Regions from separate parts of the Hordeum vulgare genome. Here region 1 is linked to region 2. Evidence: chromatin contacts called from public Hi-C data. All regions are on one chromosome and are shown on one strand. The core of a region is the stretch at or near the end of the contact, and the rest is flanking DNA. Distances in the headings are between cores, read along the strand shown. Region 1 holds the start of LOC123410301 (peroxidase 45-like). Region 2 has its middle 27 kb from the start of LOC123413008.

Region 1 (4,294 bases), core at 1,161-3,660, 560 kb before region 2:
AGCACACGCTCAACGATTGAGTTTTTCTCCTTTACTTCATGGACAAAGAATCTTGTCGGAGGTCTCATACCTTTTAACAAGGGCACAAGCATGAAATCAAAATTTCATCTCTTTAGAACATCACTCATGTTCCGTGACGTTTCAAAACGTCTTCGGCGCCACGCTTCTAAGCCATTAAGTATTTTGCACCGAACTATCGCGTAGTCATCAGAAACGTGTATGTCGGATGTTCACAACATCCACAGACGACGCTCGAGGTGCAGCACACTGAGTGGTGCATTAAGGACATAAGCCTTCTGCGTAGCGACCAGGACAATCCTTAGTTTTACAGACTCAGTCCGCAAAGTTTGCTACTATCAACTTTCAACTAAATTTTCTCTAGGAACATATTAAAAACAGTAGAGCTATAGCGCAAGCTACATCGTAATTCGCAAAGACCATTAGACTATGTTCATGACAATTAGTTCAATTAATCATATTACTTAAGAACTCCCACTCAAAAAGTACATCTCTCTAGTCATTTGAGTGGTACATGATCCAAATCCACTATCTCAAGTCCGATCATCACGTGAGTCGAGAATAGTTTTAGTGGTAAGCATCTCTATGCTAATCATATCAACTATACGATTCATGCTCGACCTTTCGGTCTCATGTGTTCCGAGGCCATGTCTGCACATGCTAGGCTCGTCAAGCTTAACCCGAGTGTTCCGCGTGTGCAACTGTTTTGCACCCGTTGTATGTGAACGTTGAGTCTATCACACCCGATCATCACGTGGTGTCTCGAAACAAAGAACTGTCACAACGGTGCACAGTCGGGGAGAACACAATTTCGTCTTGAAATTTTAGTGAGAGATCACCTCATAATGCTACCGTCGTTCTAAGCAAGATAAGGTGCATAAAGGATTAACATCACATGCAATTCATAAGTGACATGATATGGCCATCATCATGTGCTTCTTGATCTCCATCACCAAAGCACCGACACGATCTTCTTGTCTCCGGCGTCACACCATGATCTCCATCATCGTGATCTCCATCAACGTGTCGCCATCGGGGTTGTCGTGCTACTCATGCTATTACTACTAAAGCTACGTCCTAGCAATATAGTAAACACATCTGTAAGCACAAACATTAGTTTAAAGACAACCCTATGGCTCCTGCCGGTTGCCGTACCATCGACGTGCAAGTCGATATTAACTATTACAACATGATCATCTCATACATCCAATATATCACATCACATCGTTGGCCATATCACATCACAAGCAAACCCTGCAAAAACAAGTTAGACGTCCTCTAATTATTGTTGCTTGTTTTACGTGGTGACCATGGGTATCTAGTAGGATCGCATCTTACTTACGCAAACACCACAAAGCATTCCTCCGGTGTCAGTGAGTTATATGATCTCATGGTCATAGAAACAAATACTTGACACGCAGAAAACAGTAGCAACAAAATGACACGATCAACATGCTACGTCTATTAGTTGGGTCTAGTCCATCACATGATTCTCCTAATGATGTGATCCCGTTATCAAGTAACAACACTTGACTATGGCCAGGAAACCTTGACCATCTTTGATCAACGAGCTAGTCAACTAGAGACTTACTAGGGACAGTGTTTTGTCTATGTATCCACACAAGTATTGTGTTTCCAATCAATACAATTATAGCATGGATAATAAACGATTATCATGAACAAAGAAATATAATAATAACTAATCATTATTGCCTCTAGGGCATATTTCCAACAGCCGCCGTCTAGGGCTGCCTTGTAGTTTTAGTTTTTTTAATTAATTTAATTCGGACGTGTGGACTATCGCCGGCTTTCGTGTCCGGCTTTTAATGTTTTAATTATGCCTGTTTATTATTTTCGCAAATACTTTATATTTTTTTCGCATGACGATAAAAATGAATCGGACCAGCGTTAGACGTATGCACCAGTCCAAACGGTGAAACGGATGTTGGTGTCCGTTGAACCAACCCAAATGAACAAAATATAGATAAAATGGATGTTCGTTTAGGTCAGCGGGTTGGACGGTTGGAGTTGCTCAAAGCCGCATGGGTTTTAGACTATCCTAGACGCGAAGGACTATGATGAGAAGTTGATCAGCGTACTGGTTGGAGGAGCAACAGCTCGTTCGTCAGCGTGCAACGGCACTTTCCATTCCTCGGCTCTGAACTTCCGGCCTGCGGCCGTTACGTGCACACCGTGTCAAATGAGCTGTGTTGTGGCACGAGCATCATCTTGTACATACTACATGCCACTTTGACCAAACCCCAAGTGGCAAATATCTAGCTGTTGCTCAAGCGACGAGGATTGGATTAGGGCAGAAGCCACGCTACCAGAAAAGTCGACCTCGATCGCGCTCTGGGCTATATAACCCCACGGGCAACCTCCATGTATCTCGACCGAGCTAAAACCGGTAAGGCACGAGCTAGCCGGCGCGGGCAGCCACACTTTTGGAAGAGCACGCAAGCTAGCTAGGCAACAGTCTTCACGAAGCAATTGAAAGGGACCTATCGATCGACCCATGGCGAACCTTGGATGGTCAGCCTCCCTCCTCTTCCTCCTCGTCGTCGCGGCGCTCCGCTCGCCGTTCGCCGCCGCGCAGCTGAGGCCGGGGTACTACGCCAGCATCTGCCCCAACCTGGAGACCATTATCCGGAACTCCGTCAGGCAGTCCATGGCCCAGTCCCAAATCTCCGCGTCCGCCACGCTCAGACTCTTCTTCCATGACTGCGCCGTCAGGGTACACAACACGACTATATACCTCTTATATATAGATGTCGACTCTGATGAGCTGATCGATGATGACGGAGGTATATATCTGCTTGTACGTACTTTGTCGTGCACGTTGCAGGGCTGCGACGCGTCGATCATGATCGTCAACTCGAACGGCGACGACGAGTGGCGGAGCCCGGACGACCAGTCGCTGAAGCCGCAGGGGTTCCAGACGGTCCTGGACGCCAAGGCCGCCGTCGACAACGACCCGCAGTGCCGTTACAAGGTGTCCTGCGCCGACATACTCGCCCTCGCCGCTCGAGAATCCGTCGTCCAGAGCGGTGGGCCGTACTACCAGGTGGAGCTGGGCAGGTACGACGGGAAGGTGTCGACGAAGAGCAGCGTGGTGCTCCCGCACGTCGACTTCAACCTCGACAAGCTCAACGCCTTCTTCTCAGGCTTGGGCCTCTCCCAGACCGACATGATCGCGCTCTCAGGTGACTGAACTAGCACTCGTCAACTTCTTCTGATTCTGAAGTCTGCACCCCATTTGCAACGCACGCACGCCGACATGTTGACAATCTCGCTGCCTGCACGATCGCATCGCATCGCTTGCGCGCGAATCCAGGTGGCCACACCATGGGCGCGGCGGACTGCAGCTTCTTCCAGTCGAGGATCGGCACCGACCCGAGCATGGACTCGGGCTTCGCGGCGCAGCTCCGGGGCACCTGCACCAGCAGCCAGAGCTCCGCGTTCCTCGACCCGACGCCGTTGGGGTTCGACAACTCCTACTACAGGAACCTGCAGGGCGGCAGGGGCCTCCTGGGGTCCGACCAGGTGCTGTACACGGACCCGAGGTCACGGGGCGCCGTCAACTACTACGCGTCCAACCAGGGCGCCTTCTTCTACGACTTCACCGTCGCCATGACCAAGCTCGGCAGGGTCGGGGTCAAGACCGCGGCCGACGGCGAGATACGGCGTGATTGCCGGTACACGAATTAGTTACTGACTCGCCGGCGGCCTTCAAAAGGAAAACTGTCCATGACGTAACTGTAATAAGATCGATCAAGTTGTTATGGACGTGGCTCAGCCCACCGGTGTCTCTTCAACTAATCGATCGACTGGGTAGTGTGCAATCCTTTTACCGTTGGATATGTTTTTTCTTTTTTGAGGATCAGCCGTTGGATATGTTGATGGAACATCTGAGATGCAGATGTCTTGTGTGAGAATGAGTCAGACCCCAACACAAAATAGCATGTTGATGGCTCTAGCTGTCTAGCCTGGATCTAGGCCGACCGGCACCAAAATCAAATCATATAATAGTGGGATAGTAGTAGTAATATCATCTCCACATTACATAGTAACATAATTTAGAAGCACAGCTTGTTTGTTGTCATACATGATACATAGTAATACATCGTTTAATATAATACGGTATCATGTAATGTTACTTAATTATTATTTTTAATTTGATTATGTGCTACCTCAGCAACAATATCTAATTGATACGCATGATACCCATTCAGTTTTTGTTAGTAAACATATAATATTTGTCCTAAGTTAAACGTAC
Region 2 (4,288 bases), core at 1,314-3,813:
TTTCAAATTCTGTCCGGAATGTCATAAATAGAATGTCCATGTTTTAGAAAATATAGAGGAATTTCAAAATATGTTTTCAATTAAAAAATTTGAGCACAAATTGTGAAAAATGTTTGTCTTTCCTATTTTTTTGAAGAATTCTAGAAAATGTTTCTTGTTTTCGAATAAATTTACAATGCCAGAAAAAGTTTGACTTTTCAAAAAATATTCTTGTTTGTGCTATATCCGTATTACCCAAGTTGTTCACATTTTTTAAGAAAACAAACAGTAATTTTTTTCAAACTCTTTAATGCCAGTACATTTCAATTGAAGAACATTCTCCAAATGTTACGGACATTTTTGAATCTGAGAATAATTTTTGAATTTAAATTATAACTTTTGACTTGATGGATAATTCTGGTTGCCTTGAACATTTTTTGAATGAAAGAACCAATTGGGTTTTTCTTGTAACAATGAAACAGCGGTCAGAACCAGCTTTTGTTCCTATTTTCTGTTTCTATTCATGTCTTGTAGCTATATTTTTCAGAAGATAAAAATAACTATTTTTTCTAGCGATTGCGAAAGCAATGAAAGAAATGGGCTGCTAGGTGTGCGATCGAATCAGAAATATGAGCAGCTCCTAGTCCAAACCTGGATATAGGAATATAAACAGTTTTTTTTCCAGGGGAAAACAGAAAGAGAAGCAACTACTAGTCGAATAGAGCGATTAAAACAACTGAAAACAGAAATTGGAGCGTAGAAATTAGCCCATTTGGCCCGTCACTGAGACGCTACTGTCAGTTGGACGAAATCACTAATTAGCGAATACAACCTTCAACAGTTACTCCCACCTTCACACGTTGTGATAAATGACGCACTGTATACGTGTCACTTGTCGTAACCTGGGAGTTTTCTCTTTTTTCCTAGATCCGTATTTTTAAAACGTTTTATCTCATAAACCGTGCGTTCAAATCTCGAACCGTTTTCACTGTTGGCTTTCTCGCGTCAAGATCTTCAAAACTAGATTCCTTGTTGATAGGTTTTGACAAACTTTTTTTTTATGAAAAAAACCGTGCCTCACGCGATAGAAAAAACCCAGAAAACATTCCCTTTCCGAGAGGCACGGGTCGTGCCTCTCGTGAAGGCAAAACCGTGCCTCTCGCGAAAGCAAAACCGTGACTCTCACGCAAAAAAAAGAGCAAAAAACGCGTTTTTTCTCTTTTCGGCAGAGGCACGAGCGTGCCTCTCGCAAATGCAAAACCGTACCTTTCGCGGAAGCAAAACCGTACCTCTCGCAAAAAAACAGAAAACACGTTTTTTTCCCTTTCGGGAGAGGCACGGGTGTACCTCTCGCGAAGGCAAAACCTTGTCTTTTGCGGAAACAAAACCGTGTCTCTAAAAAAAACAGAAAACACGTTTTTTCCTTTCCGAAAGCACGGGCGTGCCTCTCGCAAATGCAAAACCGTGCCTTTCATAAAAGTAAAACCGTGTCTCTCGCAAAAAATGAAAACGCATTTTTTTCTTTTTCGAGAGGCACAACAGAAAACGAGTTTTTTCGCGTAAAAAAAAAAAAGAAAACGTAATGTTTTGCGAAAAAACTTGATTTTTTTCATCCAAAAGTTAGAAATGACCGGTGAAAAACCATAACATAAAAAAATAAAAAAAAAAGCCACTCAAAAAGATGAAAACGCGTGCGAAAAAATAAAAAATAAAATCCGAAGGGAATGCTCAAAATGCAACATGTGGCGACGGCTGAAAACGCGCCAAGTGGCGACGTGCGGGAGCGATCGCTCGAAGGCTCGCGAGGGAGCGCTCGTTAACTAGTTGCTCCCTTCTGATGCATAGCAGTGGGATGGTCTGTATGTAGCGACACCTGTTTGACGCAAAGAGCGTCATATGGGGTCAGTTTTTTTAATAGCTTTTAGAATAAACTGAAATACTTTACCCAGCTTATTTAAAAGTCCAATCAAATTTATCTTTTAAAAAGTCTACTAATTAAGAGTTGATTAATAGGCCTTTTTAAAAATATTTTTAATTGTGTTTCTAGGAGAAGCTGGATAGAGGGGAAAGTGCCCTTCTGCTCCCGAGTTCAAATGAGCTCGGTGGACAGTAAATAAAAAAATCAAAAATGGCTCAATAAATTCTGAATTTTTTGTGAACAAAATGAAAAAAGTTCAAAGCGCATGCAAATATTTGGCCTGAAGTAACATTCCTATAAGATGTGTCAAAAAAACAAAATCTATACATTCAAAATGCGCATTTTCAGAGAATCGATTTGTTTCTTTTTGCCACACCTTATCGAAATGTTATTTCAGGCCAAAATTTTGCATACACTTAGAACTTTGTCAACGTTGTTAACTAAATAAATTTGAAATTGTTTGAATGGTTTCAAGATTTTTTTTCTTTTGATTTTACTGTTTACCGAGCTCACTTGAGTTCGGGAGGAGAAACTCCACGTCCTGTAGGGTGTAGATTATTCTGAAAGCCTAAAAAATCTACCAAAAGAACTAGCACCATATGCGCTTTCCCACCGTATGTAACTCTTAGAGCGAGGTGGAGGGAAGGTCCGTCCTACACGCTATGTGCCTACCAAAATGCACCCCCCCAGGCCCACACACTCTACCTAGGTGTGAAGTTGGGGCGGCCCTCGCGAAAGGGCGGCCCTGTATTTGATTTTTTTTCATTTTTCTGTTTTTTCCTTTTTGTTTGTTTTTGCTTATTTTAAAAAGTTTGGGATTTACAAAAATCTTCAGATTTCAAAAATAGTTAGAAAATTAAAAAATTGTTCAAGATTTTGAGAAATGAATATTATTTTGAGTTTTATTCAACATTTTATATATTTTGATCAAAACATATTTAATTTTCTATGAAAATTTCTTGATTATGATGGTCTTTTCTGTTTTTAATGTACAAAGTTTGAATTTAATGAAGATTATTGGAATTAGATAAACATTTTTGGACTTTGATGAACAACTTTTGATTTCACTAAACATTATTTGATTTTGATGACTAGTATTTCCACTAAATGGACGTTTTCTGAATATGATGACCGAAAAATATGTGCGATTTATTTTTCATGAATTCAAATAATCTTCAAAGTTTGGAAGAATATGTCCTCGAATTGTAAAAATTGTATGTGAGTTCAGATTGATTTTCTGAATGATCAAGATTTTGATAAATGATAGACAAATCATAAATATTTGTAGAATAGAAAGGTTGATAAAATGTTCACGGAACTGTCCGTGTATTCGAAAGATGCTCATCACTTGAACAGAATCTCAATAATTCAAATAATATGTTAAAAAATAATGTTTCAAAAAATGTTCACGATTTAAGAAATGATCACGAATCCAAAATATGTTCATGCATTTCAAACAAATGTTCTTCAAAAGTTAAAAAATTCTTCATTAGTTTTCAAAGCTATTCTCAAATTTCTAAAACAAATTTCCGATTCAACATTTTCAAAATTCAAATAAGAATATCCAGCTTACAAAAAAAATGTTCTACATTTTAAAAGTTATTCATGACTTTGAAAAAAGATCACGAATTAAAAAAAATTCATGATTTCTGAAATATGTTCACGAATTCAAAACTTTTAAACATGTTCGCATAAAGGAAGGAAACATAAAATAGAACGTAAACCCAAAGAAAAAACAAAGAAAAATAGAGAAACCTGGAATTGGAGAACTAGGAATGGCCAGACATACAGAGGACCGGGCAAGTGAGGGTGTGTGTGTGTGGGACAGGGCGGGGGGGGGGGGGGGACCGCCACCTGAAAGTGAGCGCCAGATGGGCGGGCCACCTTGTCAGAGGCCACAACCTCGTGTTTTGTCCCGATTTTTTTACATAGTTTTTCCATTATTCCTTACTTTTCTTATTTTATTTATATTTTACAATATTCTAAATATATAAGATATTTCAAAAAAGATTCTGCATACGACATTTAAAAAATATTAATCTAGAAGTTTAAATATATTAATTGTGTATATAAAAGATTTTCTCATGAATATGGAAAATTTATACAAAAAATAAATGTGTATGTAAAAAGTGCGAAGTATAAACCATATTTTATAAAGTGCGAAGTATAAATCCTTCATTTACAAAATATATTAACCATATAAATAAAATATATTAAACATGTATAAGATGATTTGGAAGTATAAACAAAATGTACAATGTATTAATTTTTATAAATATATACAAAAAAGTTCCTCATAGATATGAAAATGTGTAACGTATCTTAAAAAATTGAGCAAAAAATATTTTTTTAAATGCTGATCGTGTATTAGGAACATTTAATCCCATATTT

The links. Hi-C and Micro-C count contacts between places; a contact is called where the count stands out from the background.
Region 1: a contact with region 2 is called in a Hi-C map of leaf, with 2.4 times the contacts expected there. The contact joins the promoter of LOC123410301 here to the enhancer-like site in region 2. A contact is called at or near these places in 2 of 6 Hi-C or Micro-C datasets (leaf and seedling).

What each region holds. Positions count from the first base shown.
Region 1 is chr7H:573,389,378-573,393,671 of MorexV3_pseudomolecules_assembly, reverse strand. LOC123410301 (peroxidase 45-like) reads left to right here and starts at 2,410. Exons shown (of 3, transcript XM_045103222.1): 1 at 2,410-2,752; 2 at 2,864-3,221; 3 at 3,353-3,953. The coding sequence starts at 2,534. The coding sequence ends at 3,726.
Region 2 is chr7H:572,826,261-572,830,548 of MorexV3_pseudomolecules_assembly, reverse strand. No RefSeq gene overlaps it. Among protein-coding and RNA genes, the nearest start is that of LOC123413008, 27 kb to the left of the region's middle. Within about 2 kb of position 2,563, at least 3 of the 3 cell types and tissues checked have open chromatin away from gene starts, as enhancers often do. A contact at or near this core is called in leaf and seedling, where this site is marked.